3 separate regions of the Rattus norvegicus genome follow, and regions 1 and 3 are each linked to region 2. A link is a contact called in public Hi-C data. All regions are on one chromosome and are shown on one strand. The core of a region is the stretch at or near the end of the contact, and the rest is flanking DNA. Distances in the headings are between cores, read along the strand shown. Region 1 overlaps Prkce (protein kinase C, epsilon). Region 2 holds the start of Prkce (protein kinase C, epsilon). Region 3 holds the start of Prkcel1 (protein kinase C, epsilon like 1).

What was found. Hi-C and Micro-C count contacts between places; a contact is called where the count stands out from the background.
Region 1: a contact with region 2 is called in a Hi-C map of liver, with 4 times the contacts expected there. The contact joins the enhancer-like site here to the promoter of Prkce in region 2. A contact is called at or near these places in 5 of 12 Hi-C or Micro-C datasets (the A7r5 cell line, hepatocytes, kidney and 1 more) and 1 of 1 datasets of contacts at active chromatin or transcription factors (oligodendrocytes).
Region 3: a contact with region 2 is called in a Hi-C map of liver, with 7 times the contacts expected there. The contact joins the promoter of Prkcel1 here to the promoter of Prkce in region 2. A contact is called at or near these places in 12 of 12 Hi-C or Micro-C datasets (the A7r5 cell line, the Rat2 cell line, Schwann cells and 7 more) and 1 of 1 datasets of contacts at active chromatin or transcription factors (oligodendrocytes).

The regions. Positions count from the first base shown.
Region 1 is chr6:13,906,012-13,910,421 of GRCr8, forward strand. All of the region lies in intron 2 of Prkce (protein kinase C, epsilon), which reads right to left. Among named protein-coding and RNA genes, the nearest start is that of Prkcel1, 22 kb to the right of the region's middle. Within about 2 kb of position 2,265, at least 5 of the 93 cell types and tissues checked have an H3K27ac peak or open chromatin away from gene starts, as enhancers often do. A contact at or near this core is called in liver, where this site is marked.
Region 2 is chr6:14,202,862-14,207,300 of GRCr8, forward strand. It overlaps Prkce (protein kinase C, epsilon), which reads right to left and starts at 1,427. Exons shown (of 15, transcript NM_017171.2): 1 at 886-1,427. The coding sequence starts at 1,233. LOC120093190 (a long non-coding RNA gene) reads left to right here and starts at 2,377. Exons shown (of 3, transcript XR_010052158.1): 1 at 2,377-3,329.
Region 3 is chr6:13,927,656-13,932,406 of GRCr8, forward strand. It overlaps Prkcel1 (protein kinase C, epsilon like 1), which reads left to right and starts at 2,091. Exons shown (of 2, transcript NR_144425.1): 1 at 2,091-2,370. All of the region lies in intron 2 of Prkce (protein kinase C, epsilon), which reads right to left.

The DNA of each region.
Region 1 (4,410 bases), core at 1,015-3,514, 300 kb before region 2:
CTTTCTGTAGAAACAGAGAGCCTGATTGGTCTGACAGAAAGAGAACCCACAAAAGCACAGGCTGAGCAGTGAGGATGTTGTCAGTAACCCCAAACCCCAAAAATTCCAGGCATGCCTTCTAATTATTCCAACTAGTTCATAAACTTCAAACTCCTGGTACCTTTTACACCAGTAGATATTAAGCAGCCTCAACATGGAGAGCCGTCTAGGAGAGGCTGCAAACAGGCAGATACAAAGGACAAGGGGGATTCTATACTGCGGAGTCACTAGTCTGCATCTAAATTAGTCAGCCCCCTTCTCCATGGTGGGAGGGGTGTCCTTTCCTCATGGACTTCAGGAATGCTTGGAGACTCTCGAAGTGACTGGCCTGCCACCAACGCTGCACTCTTCTTGCTGGCAAGTGGGTCACTGAGGTATTCGCATCTTCAGCAGCTTCACTGTCCTCTCTCTTTCCACACAAAAGCAGCCAGAAGCGAACGTCGCCTCTTGTGTGAGGTCACGGGCACCTCTACATTCATCCTCTAGAGACAGTTTTTCACTTGCCGGAAACCCAGCAGGAAATTCTCGCTGGTGTCAGGCTGTGGATTCTTGGGTGTTTCTAGGCTGTGTGTGGGAGGGACTGTCACATTCGAGGGTTGACTCTTGCCAGGATCAGAACCAACAGGTGCACTGGCCACTGCTGGGTGCTATCGTCATTGCTCAATGCAGGATTAGCCCTGAGGCACACAGGGGCAGTTCTTCAAGCAGGTTGTAGGGGTTTCTTTCCGAGCTCAGCTTACTGGCTCCCCATTTTGCAAGATAGTTGAAGTGGGTGTCAGGGGGATAGGATAATTTTTTGCCTTTGTTGCAAACTGGAAATTTTTGCACACGTCGCTAATCTCAGTTCCTGGGTTTGTTTTGCATTGTTTTGTTTTTTAATCTATCAAGGGAGAGAGAAGCCATGGCCATCTCAAACACTGGTCTGGAAGAAACAGTGCTGTGATTCCTAATCATATTAATCCCACGGGGTCTGGAGTCACCTAGGGACACATTGCTAGATGTGGCTGTGAGCAGGTCTCTGGCGAAGTCTAACTGAGGTGGAAGGACCCACCTGGAGCATAGATGACACCACCCCATGGGCAGGGCTACAAGACTAAACAAAAAGGAGCTGTGAATCTAAGCACAGACATTCAACCTTGACTCTAGGATACAATGTAACCAGCTCACGCTGCCAACCACCATGCCTTCTCGTGGTTAGAGCCTTCTCACCGTTAGAGCGAGTTTCGTTTTAAACTCTGAGCTAAATAAAACTTCATTAAGTTACACGGTCAGGTGTTAGTCACGCTGGGGCCTGGGAATGCTCAACCTCTGGGAGTTCATTTAAGCTTGCCGTTCCATAGTTCCCTGGTCTGGGCACTTGACTGGCAATGCCAACGGGAAGGAAAAAAGCAACCAGACAAAGTGAAATCCCGAGGGATTCGAAAGCAGAGGTACCTCTTATTTCCCATGAGGAAAGTGGGTGTGACTGTTTTCAAGTGAACAAATACTTATGACAGTGAGCTTTAAATATTAGGTAAATATTTATGTGGCGCCAAAGAATATGCCCTGTGTATTGTACTCGCACAATACATTAAAAAAAAACCTTCGTGTTCAAAACAGGAAAGAGGAAGCAGCAATTGGTTTCTCCGGAGGGATAGTTCGATGTGTGTCTCCCCAGAGTCACAGCGCTCATCAGTAGGTCCGAGATGAGGCTTGGGAGGGCCTGCATGTTTCATCAAGTGTGTAATCGAATTGGAAGAGTGCTGGTGGCATCTCGAGATTAGCATCTAGAGTTTAATATAAACCCTTTCCATCTTCCTCTCTGAGCAAGCTCTGCTGTGCTCACAGAAGAGTCACGGGCCAAAACTGTAGCTGGTGTATGCTCCCCAGAGCATGAAGACGCCGGGTGTGGATGGAGCAGAGGGTTAGGACACTGGTGTAAACTGAGGCAAAGCAAGTGATTGCTGGACAGCGGGGAAATGAGGCAGACATACCCCAGCGCCACCTGGCTACCTGAGGTTGCTAGGCCCACGTGCACTGTGACTAGTGCTAAGTCTCAGAAAGAATGTTCACTCAGGCAGGATGTTGGCTTGCCTTCTGTCCGCACTCATCCCTTTACCTGTTGAAGTACATGCCAGAGTCACAGGGGAATTAATTCTTGGTATCCAGGAGGGATACACAGAATAAAACATCCCCAGGCTCTCCTGGGAAATTGACCAAGTTGGACACCTGCCAAGGGAAGGGATCCAACCCCCGGTGTGCCAGTCAGTCCAGGGTGAGCCACAGAGGCTCATCTCAGGCTGCATACCTGAGCACTGTGGAGGCTGTGCACACAGGGCCAGCCTGTCCTCTGCCCCCATTCTCAAAATGCGGTGATAAGGCCCACCGGAGGGACGCAGTGCTGCAAGTCTCTACTGGGTGTCTACTTGCTCCCAGGGTTTAGTTGGCAGTTGTGGGAAGAAATAGGCCCAGCCTTCTGGTCCCTTCTCAAATAACTCCCGAGCCTTTCAAAGCCATCGGCACTACAGCCCAAAGAGTTTCAAGGTCACCTACTTCGCTACAAGCCTCATGCCCCATGCTGTCAACGCCAGCTAGTCCAAGGTTCCTGCTGCAACAGGCAGAGTTCAGAGAAGGCTGACATACAGCTAGAACTCACTCCCTCTCTCACGTGGGTTAGCCCCTTTCTGCCTCCCTGTGCATTCACAGAACCTTTTAAAATTAACTGCCTGCCCAACTCCCCAAACCACACAGAATTAACTTTTCGGTTTCCATTGGGTTATTTCTTTGCTAAGGCGATTTTGAACTCTAATTTTAAAATCAAGAAGTCATCATCGAGTGTAATGGCACATGACCTGAGACAGGGGGATCAGTGTGAGCTCAAGGCTAGCCTGAGAGAAAACGACGAAACTGTCTTCCCCACCCTCATCCTACCCACAATTAAAAAACAAGTAAAAACCATCATGGCCTCTTCAAAACTTTGTGGAGGCAGGGCAGGGCTCGTAGGAGGTGGACAGGGTGCGATTTATTGTCCGACCCACCAAGGAAAAGCAGTCTTAGAAGTCGGAAGATTAAAGGAAGAAAATAAAAGCAACAGAATCACGGTTTGACAAAGGGTTGCGGGGGAAGAGAAGCAACGAGTAGAGAGAAGTGAGGGTCATTGTTGCTTCACTGAGCAGAGGACCTCGCCTTCCAGCACTGTCACACAGCAAATCCAGCTCAGGGATACACAGGCACCATGGCAGCCTGTCAGACTAGCGGATGACAGGGACGCTTGACCGCAGTCTGCCCTTCTCCAGCCCTCTCAGTCCTGAGGCTCCAAGGATTGACGTTGTCATTTCTGTTCCACATGCCACATTCCCCGGTATCCCCTGCTGCTAGCGCCTGGTTAGGGAAGTGCAGATCCAGTTCCTTTTCTGTAGCATTGTAAGTGAGGGGTTAAAGCCACAGGAGCTCATCCTTTTCTTCTTTCAAATCTCCTGCCTGAGGAAAGGAGGTGGTGTCTCCCCTTCTGCATGCTGTCCCCCTATGGTCTCCCAGGAGGGCAGGGTGACCCTGCTCCTCTTCCACCAAGGCTCTGGGTGCCTTATCTGTGTCGGAGGAGGAGTCTGGTTGGTCTCTGTGTAAGAACCAGCGAAACTGGACATGTCACTGACCAGAAGTTCTCGGGGGCTGATTCTCGTCTGCTTCTTTGCTGCTCACTGGAATAAAATCGCTCCTTTTCACTTTGGAAAGTTTCTTATAAACCTGAATCAGCAAGACCGACTGAACCTCAGTGAAGGACTGATGTCCACTCGAGCGTTGGAATTCCACCCAGCACAACAGAAGGGAAGAAACTAAAGTGTGGGCCACTCTCAGATGCTGACGTGGGGGCGTCAAAAGGCCACGTAGAGACATACAGTTCCACGTAAGTGAGATTCTGGAGGAAGTAAAGTTACAGGCATTGGAAGCCCACCAGTTGCTGATGGTGGGCAGAGAGAGGGTTTGACCATGAAAAGGAAAAGACAAAGGGGTGACTTTGGGGGTGCTCAAAGTATTCCATGTTTTGTGGTAGCTTCCATGACTGCATGGAACATGTTTGTCAAAACACAGAACTAACTTTCTGGGAAGGATGAATTTACTGTACGTAAGTCAATGTTCCATTTAGAAGAAGAAGAAGAAGAAGAAGAAGAAGAAGAAGAAGAAGAAGAAGAAGAAGAAGAAGAAGAAGAAGAAGAGGAGGAGGAGGAGGAGGAGGAGGAGGAGGAGGAGGAGGAGGAGGAGGAGGAGGAGGAGGAGGAAGAGGAGGGAGGAGGAGGAGGGGGGAGGAGGAGGAGGAAGGAGGAAGGAGGAAGGAGGAAGGAGGAAGGAGGAAGGAGGAAGGAGGAAGGAGGAAGGAGGAAGGAGGAAGGAGGG
Region 2 (4,439 bases), core at 177-2,676:
ATGTAACAAACCTAAAGACAGAGATATTCACTTCCTAATTTAAAGCTGTTCCTACAAGAAGAGAGCGGGTGGGGGTGGCTTCTCTGACTACTCAAGTGCCGGGGTTGAATGTATCAGTTTAAGGTATGCTGGCAAGGCCTACTTCAAAATCCCTCATACGTGACAGTGGAATCAGTTAACAGCTTGATTTCAGAAACAGTGTTTGATCCTACAACGCATCACAGTCGAAGCTCGGAAGCATACAATCTTAAGATTCAAAGTCCTGGTTTCCTATCACCACAGGGAGAACCCTTTTGAAAATACAGCATTCTAAATGGACGGGCAAAGCGAGCTGGAGTTCTGTTTCTGGGACTCTATAGAGGGGACACCTGGGGGATAAGCACCTTCTGGTATGTCAGCCAATGAGCTAAACAGTGATTTAGGAACGAGGAGGCTTCCTACCAGAAGGTTTTATAAAACTACTCACTGGGCAACCCAGGATAAAGCCAGGAGGCACAAAACCCCTCCAGTCTGAGTTCCACGTGTCTCTCCAAGGACAGAGACCCACCCACACAAGTCACTCAGCCAGCCCACCATGCTCTTGCAGATTCCCTCCACTAACCTATGCACCTGCATTCCGGGTTCTCTCCCAATTTCCAAGCCCCCTGTACTGCTCACTGTTGGGAGGGCACAGAGGGGACATGGGATAGTGCCCATCTGTCAAATCGCATCGTTCTTATCCTAATGTGTATGTCTCTCCAGCTACGAAATAAAACGTGCCTCTTCAAGAAAACTGAGACGTATGTGCACACACAGACAAACAGCCCAGGGCCCCAGTACCAAGGCTTAGGCAGCGAGTCTTTCCCTGGGACCCCGGACTCCTGGACATGGAGGGGCTGGACTCACCCAGTCCTCGAAGTGACGGCTCCCATTCTGCAGCAGCTCCTCGAACTGGATGGTGCAGTTGGCCACGAAGTCGTCGTAGCCGATAGGAGCATCGTGAAAGACAGCCAGCTCGATCTTGCGCCCATTGCACACATCAGTGACGAACTCATCGTGCCAGGCCGGACTGTTGGTCTTCTGCTTGGTGGCTGTTTGGCCGATGCGCGAGTCGTCCACGTTAAGGGCAATGTAGGGGTCCAGAAGGAACGTCTGGGGCCGGGGTCCCACCGCATGGCGCAGCGACCAGGCTGTGGGCTTCAAGCTCACGGCCTCGCAGATTTTGATCTTAAGAAGGCCATTGAACACTACCATGGTCGGGGCGGGGGTCACTCCGTCCGCCCCGAGGGCAGGATTGAAGAGCAGGAGCAGGCGCGCTGGGAGCCTGGGGGGACTCCTGGGTCCCCTCTTGCCCCACCCCACTCACTCGCTACACCTTGTGGCGCTGCGTCCTGGCGCCGGCGATTCTCAGCGAGTGCATGTATTTCCTCGCCGGATTCCTAACGGAAAACAGGGAGGGGGGAGAGCTGGAGACGTCCGTTTTTGGAGCAAGTCTCTCCCCCCCCACCACCGGCGACACCTTCACGGGAGGAGACGAGCTGTCGCCTCCGCTGCAAGCCGCGGGGGCTGCCTCGCCGCCTCGCTGGTTCTTCGGGTCCGTGTGCGGAGAAGCAGGCGCCGCGCCCGGCGCTCACCTACCTTTCCGAAACATAATCCCCGGGCAATTTCGACTCCCGGAGGGGGAGGGGGCGGCGGGACGGGGCGGGGACGAGAACCGGGGGCACAGATTTCAACCCGGATCCTCTTCGCCCACCCAGCGCCTGCCTCGGACGGCGCGGGGCGGAGGGTGGACTGAGAGATGTGCAGTCTATCCGGAGGGATGCATGTCGAGAGGAAATGGTCCTCCCCGGAGCCAAATTTTTTAAAAATCCACAAGCCGCACAGCCAGCCCGGCCGCCACCTCCCGGGCCAAGCAGAGCCGCGCCGCAGCCGGCGATCGCGAGGCGCCCGGTGCCCAGGATCTCACATCCGCGCGGGCTTGGGAGGTAGAGGTGGCCGCCACTCGGGTTCGGGGCGCAGGCCGGCACCCGGCGGTGCGCAGCGCGGCGGCGGGGCAGGGACTGCGACTCGGCGCGGCCCCTCCTCCCGCCCGCCGGCGCCCGCCCGCCCGCCGCGCTCCCCGCGTCCGCGCTCTCGGCTGCCGCCGGCTCGCCGCCCGCCAGAGCGCTCAGCCCGCGATCTGCTTCCCTCGATCGCCGTGCGAGCGATTCTCCCTCCCTCTAATGCAGGAAATGCGCAAAAGACGTCAGTGTGTGTGTGTGTGTGTTTGTGTGTGTGTGTGTGTGTGTGTGTGTGTGTGTGTGTGTGCACGCGCGCGCGCGCGCGCCACTGTTTGGGGAAATAGAAAGTTTTGCCGGTTGGGGGAGCAATACGGGAAAAGTGAGCCGAGCAGAAAACAGCAGCGAGCGGGCCGGCCCGGTCCGTTGGTGGCGGCGCGCGGGGGAGCTAAGGGAAGACTCCGCGCGGGACTCAGGAGTGTGGCGGCGCGGGGGTGCGGGGGCGACTGTCGCAGGCCGAGTCTGTGCTCCTCGGATCTGCACCGGGAGAGCCGGGTCTGAACCCGGAGAGTGGCGAGCCGCCCTTCTCTCTAGCACCCTGCGGTCAACACTGTCATTTATTGCTGGGGCTGGAGGAATGGAGGGGGCTGCAATGTCCAAGAAGACTAAGCGCCTTCCCCCACTCCGCCTGGACTGTGGCGGTCACCAGCCGCCCGCGGAGAGCTGGCCTGTTTGTCACTGCCCTGGGATTCTCTACCGTGCCGCGATGGGGGAGGGGACACCCGGACTGCTGAGCCCTTCTGGGTGTGAGTTTTGAAGCCTAATTTTCCTCTTATTTTCCCCTTGGGGAGACTCTCCCCTCTGGGGATTTGTTCCGGATCTGCTCGGGTTGCGAGAACTTGTTGACCAGTGAAGACTGGTAGAACCCCGGTCCGCCCTGGTTCGAATGTCTGTTTATTTCTCAAAGTGACTCCTCCTACGTATGCGGGACCTCGTGTGTGTCCCTTAAGGGGTCAAGGCTCGGTCCGCGCGCTGACAACGGGCTTTCGGGCTGCGGGAAAGTCGGGTGCGCCCTCCTGGGGGCCAGTGGCTCTATCTATGCTAATTTCCTCGGTAACCTTTAAACTCTCTGGAAGCGGCCGCGACGGCGGCTTGTCACGTGAGACAACCCTGGGCTGCTAGGGAAGCATTTTCTCGGCCCGGACCGAGAAGACGGGCGACAGGGCATGGCTCTGCGTCCAGCGGACTGGGAACCTGGGAAGGCCGGGTTGAGCGTGCCAGGCCCGGGGCGCCGCACAGCGGGAACTTCCAGCCTGCGCCCGGGAAGGGGCTGGTCCCGCTGCTCCCCACTGTGTGAGTGGAAAAAGAAAACCTCCGCCCTCACCCGAGTGCCAAGAGAAGTCCGACTGTTCGTAGGGATGGTGAAAAGCTGAGTGTTTATCTGGCGACTCTGATAAGTGTAGACAAAAATGTACAAATCGCATCCCGTTCACTTTTCTCTCTGTGGAAAAGGATTATCATTCCTTGTAGTTTAAAGATGAGGAGGCAGTCTCCAGGAACGACTTATCAAATGCAGTATACAGCCGGGTCCCCCAATCCCCACCCCGCCCCCGTCCAAGAAAAAGAGTTCAGAGGTTTGAGTTTAGGCAGATCTCCGCCCAAAGCTTAAGCGTGCAGTCACGCCCCCTCCCCGGAGCCTACTAATGCCTCAGAGCCAGTTCTGTTACGTGGGATAACTTGGTATATGGATGCTGACGAAAATGCACCTTTGGGAACGATTACGGTCTTAAGATCATTGGCGCTTAAAAAATAATTTTAAACTTCCTTTAAGGACATGCAGGAAAAGGTAACCACAAATGAGACTTTCTCTCCAGACTATGTGTTCAGGAAGCAGGCCCAGTGCTATAATAATAATAATAATAATAATAATAATAATAATAATAATAATAATAATAATAATGATGATGATGGTGGTGGTGGTGGTAGGAATACAGTCTAAGTTTAAAGAATGTCAAAAAGTTCATTTAAAAAATGGTATGTAAGTCATGTTTTTAAAATAAAAGTTAATATAAATTTCCAGGACAAGCAGAACATGCCAATTTTAGATCATTTTAAATAGTTCACAAAGTACAGTTTCCTTTACTCAGCTCCCAGGGACTAAACCACCATCCAAGAGTACACAGGGATGGACCCATTGGCTCCAGCCGCATGTGTAGCAGAGTTTGGCCTTGTCAGGCATCAATGGGATGAGAAGCCCTTGGCCCTCTCAAACCTCAATGCCTGGGTGTAGGAGAATGTCAGGGTGGGTGGGTGGAGGGAGTGGGTGGATGAGTGGGGGAGCACTCTTATAGAAGCAGGGGGAGGGGAGATGGGTTAGGGTGTTCCTGGAGGGGAAACTGGGAAAGGGGATAACATTTGAAATGTAAATAAAAAAATATCCAATAAAAGAGAAAAAAAAGAAGA
Region 3 (4,751 bases), core at 841-3,340, 270 kb before region 2:
CATATCCGAAAGTGTCCAAGATGCCAAGTCACAGAAACAAGGGGGGGAACCCCCAGGGACAAGTACGGAGCAAATAAACAAAATGGATTCCAACTGAACTCGGGGCGTACTTGGCTTTTGTGTGTCTCCGCAGTCCCTTAGGGACTGTCCCTTTCACATTGTCCTTTCTTTGAGGATAATCTATACAGTCATCTTAACTCTCAAAAAATCCCACAAGATGAGTGGACTGAGAGACAGAGCCCTCCAGCCGGCTGTCCACACCAGCCCTCCGTTTCTACAGCCTTCCCCGGAGGCTCTCAACACTCCTGTCATCTCCAGGGCCAGGTGTAAACAGAGACAACCACCCCTCATCGCTAGGATGGCTAAGAACACAGGGAGAAGGAGAGGGGGGAGACTGAGCCTGGACCCTCTGAGTGGCAGTAATGGTGGGTGAGTCACAGAGATGCCCTATGGCGGGAGGGAAGCTCCAGATAGAACCCGTGCTGCTCCCAGATTCCCGTAGTCACTCCCTCAGCTTCAGTTTCTGGCGTCAGGAAGAGGTGGGTATCTAGCCTGCAGAGTCAGGGTGCTGCCGTCCTCCAAAGCACACAGTGGGACCTCAAGGATGGGAACTGTTATTACAACCTTGACGTGCACCCCAGGAGACTCAAACCAAACCACCGAGAATATGGAGCCTGTCAGGCCTTAGCCGTTACCCATAGCATGTAGCTTGAGTTGAACTTCAAGAAACAGGAAGCAGTGAGTGGACTGTGCAGGCCAACAGACGCAGCTAAGGTGGGGACAGCCACTAGATCTGCCATGACATCTGAGCATGTGTCTTTATTTAAGTCCGATTATAGAACTATACGCAAAGTTAGGCTGGTGATACATGTCTATTATCCTACTACTTGGGAGCTGAGGCAGGAGCATCACTTTGCCTTCAGGACCATTCTGAATTACATAGTGAGTTCCAGGCTAGCCAGTGCTCCAGAATGAGACCATCTCAAAAAACAAAAACAAAAACAACAAAAAACTAACCAACCAACAAACAAAAACCCCAAACAAACAAATCAAAACCAAAGCCAGAACAAATATATAAATCAATTGAATTTAATATTAATTGAAATGAGTCGAATCTTTTCTTCCCAGACAATGCGGACAGTTTTTTGTTTGTCCGTTTTTTAAAGTTACACACATTTTTAGGACTCACTGCCAAATAAGCCCAGACAGGCAGGCCTAATTCTCTGGGGTCCAAGTCTGACTCGGGATTAATGGGGAGACTCCATGTTACGATTCGCAGGTATTTGTAGATTCCTGCTACAGCACGAACATGTGAGAGCAGCAGAACTTGTGGGTTTGCTCCCTGCCCTGTTTAATAAGAACAGGCTGTGGTTTGGAGGAAATCTGTCAGAACCAGGACACGGCATCCCCAGTCCCAGTGGAAAACCTCCCAAAGCTAAACGTGGCTGTGAGATATTCGGCTGCTAAGAAATACTGAGGGGGCTGGAGAGGTGTCCCATGCCTGCAGTCCCCGTTCTTGGAAGGCTGAGGCAGGAAGACCAGTCTGAGGCCAACCTGGGCCACACGGTATTTAGTAAAATCTTTCCGAAAGAGAGAAGGAAAGAAAATGTTGGGGTGGGGGAGGGTAGACGGGGAAGGGAAGGGAGAGGACACAAAATTCAGAGAGGATGTAAAAAGGAAGTGAGTCGGGTGGCTGCCTGGCTGCATTCCCCAGTGTTGTGAGCTCACAAACCTGACGACACTTCCTGAAGGTGTCCACCCAGACTGGCCACAAGGGGGCATGAGAGCCAACGTCTTGGCTTTTGTTTTCTTTTTTCCCCCTGGATTCTCTCTGACTGAGAACACATTGGGGGAGGACCCAGAGGGCAGAGGCACTACTGGATGAGTCCTTGTGGCTCAGTGCCACAGGAGCAGTGACTCAGGCACTTCATCCTTGGGTGTCTCAAAACCGTGCGAGAGCCGGCACAAAGGTCTCCCTCGCTTTCTAAGCACATTCCTGCTCTGCCTGTGAATTATTACACCGGGGACGGGGAGGAGGGCGGAACAAACCAGTATCCTAAACTGACACTAGCGGCGCAAACCCCGAAGGAGTCTGTGGTGGGTACGGAGCAGAGCGCAGGTCCATCTTCAGGGGGTCAGGTCAAGGTCAAGATGGTGCCCTTGGCATAAATGACGAGAGTGGCTGGCTCTCAATGCCTGGTTTCTCAGGTAAGAGCCAAGCCTCATATACCCGGCTGCAGGCTGGCTTGGGGACTGTCGTACCAGACCATCGGCGTGGTGGAACTTTCCGATCAGCAGAACACTGCCCCAAGACCATATCTGGACTTAAACCTCAGGCATCACCAGGCACCACCAGGCAGCATGGCAGAGGTAAGACAGGCTCATCTTAAATCACAAAAGGTTTCCAACTGTCCGCTGACCCAGCAGCTGAGTCAGGCTGTTATTTCAAGTTCAGCTAAGTCCTCACTTTGTTGAAAGATTTTTGAGGGAAATTACTATTTTATTTATAAACTTGCAGTAGAATATGAATTTCGAAGTATTAATATTTCTGTTTGACATTGGGATGAGATGTTACTTCAAAGATGTTCCTACCTCAAGGCCTCTCTAGGAGGAGGTGTCCTCCGCGCAAGGCTCCTCTCAGAGGAGCCTTCCCTCTGCCTCTCTCACTTGTAGTACATGGGACAGTGTTAGGCCAATAAAATGCAACTCACTCAAAGAAGGATGGAAAATAAGCTCTTTAAATATCTGAACTGATAACATACATCCAGACCTGTAACATTCATCAGATAACAAAAGCCCCCGTGAACACTCACTTGGCAATAACACGCAGCCAAGGGCTTCAGGGCCTCTGCTTTTGAGCTCTGCCTTGCCTCTCATAGACAACAGACCACTTGTGATCTTCAGTGTTAGTATCTTTTTGGCAGAGCAAACCTTGGTAATGCTGATAAGGTGACGTGAACTCACTCTTGTTGGTCCTTGTCACCGGCGCTCCTTGTACCGGGCCGCATTGCTCTTGTGCCCAGATTTCAGTTTTGCTAGCAATGTGTTTGATTCCTTCTTTACATTCAACTTAGTTTTCATGAAGCATTTCTCGCACTCACTTTACTATGTACGGTTAAGCCACAGTTATGTGATCATAGTAAGAACAGTAAACACAAGGGACTGTTGACCTAACCAGAATGATGGGGCACCGCGGAACGTCGAAGGAGCGTGTTCAGGAATTACACCGCCGCCAAGGGCCTGCGAGGAGGCCTCGAGTACTCCAGGAGGAGTGGGCACAGCAACGGCTGGCAGCTTAGGACAGTAGTGGCTACCCTGTGGTAGAAAGGCCTCAAACGCTGCAGGCTCGGCCTTCGTGAAACAGAAAATCTGAGCTGAAATGGTGGTGCACGCCTGTGAGCCAGCAGCTGGGAGACAGAGGCAGGAGGGTCAGAAGTTCAAGGCCAGCTTCAGCTACCTATTGAGTTCAGGGTTGGGGCAGGGGGGCAGCCTGTGCTATGTGAGTCCATGTGTCAAAACAAAAACAAGAGAAATAAGAGAAGTGAAAAAAAAAGGAGAGGAAGGGGGAGGGGAGGGATGTGCAGGGGGGGAGGGGAAGGAAAGCAGAGGGGAGGTGAAAGAAGAGGGGAGAGAAAGGGGAAAAGGGAGGAGAACAGGGCAGGGGAAGGGCAGAGAAGAGGGGAGGGGAGGAGGAGAAGGGGAAGGCAGGGAAGGAGAGGGAAGAGAGCAGTAGGCAGGGGAGGGGAAAGGGATGGGGGTGGGGAAGGCAGGACAGGGGACAAGAGGGGATGGGAGAGGAGAGGAGAAGTGAGGTGAGGAGAACAGAGAGGAAAAAAGATGTGAGGTAAGGAGAGGGGAGAAGAGGAAAGAGAGGAGAGGAGAGGAGAGGAGAGGAGAGGAGAGGAGAGGAGAGGAGAGGAGAGGAGAGGAGAGGAAAGGAGAGGAAGTACTTCCTCCGATTCCAAGAGGTCTCTGAAAAGCACCCCAAGCACTGTGCTTTTGTTACAGGCAGCCTAGTGACCCTGGGGTCAAAAATCTACTCCAAGTAGCAAAGAAAAGAAAGTAGCACCATTTGAAAGAAGAATTTTAAAAGACAGCATGGGCGTGTATCCCTCAGGCCCTCGGGCAACAGGCAACCGCGGTTTTAACTGGGACACAAAAGTACGAGGCAGGAAGGGAAAGGAAGGATTCCACTGCCTTTCCTGGGAACTTTGCTCATCAAAAAGATACACTCTCACGAAGTGAAAAGTCAACCCACTTGCTTGGCAAAGACCCAGGTCTGTGGGGGCTTCCAGTGAATCAACAGGGAACAGACAGGGGATACCATAGAGTAACCGCTGAAAGCCGGAAGCAGGCCCCATCCCCAGGAAAAATCCCCCTGCGTAAGAGCTACACAGGAGAAATGCAAAGCTGTCAGGGAAACAGAGACTCGGCCCGCATGAAGCCCGGATGAGTCTTTAAGAATCTGTCAATCTAATGGTGTTGGTACATCTGCTTTCTCAGTACTTAGGAAGCTGAGGCAGGAGAATGACAAGTGCCAGCCAGCCTGGGCTACATAAATAAACTTTAGGCTAGCGGTGACTCGCAATCTAAAAAAGAAATCATAGTAGAAAATATTCAAACAAACAAGCAGCATGCTACATATATACACACAGTGAAAGATCGGAAAAGAGGGACTCAGATACTGTGTACCACAATATTCAACGCAGTGTTAACCTCAGTAATAGCAAGGAAGAAAAGAACTCAAATGT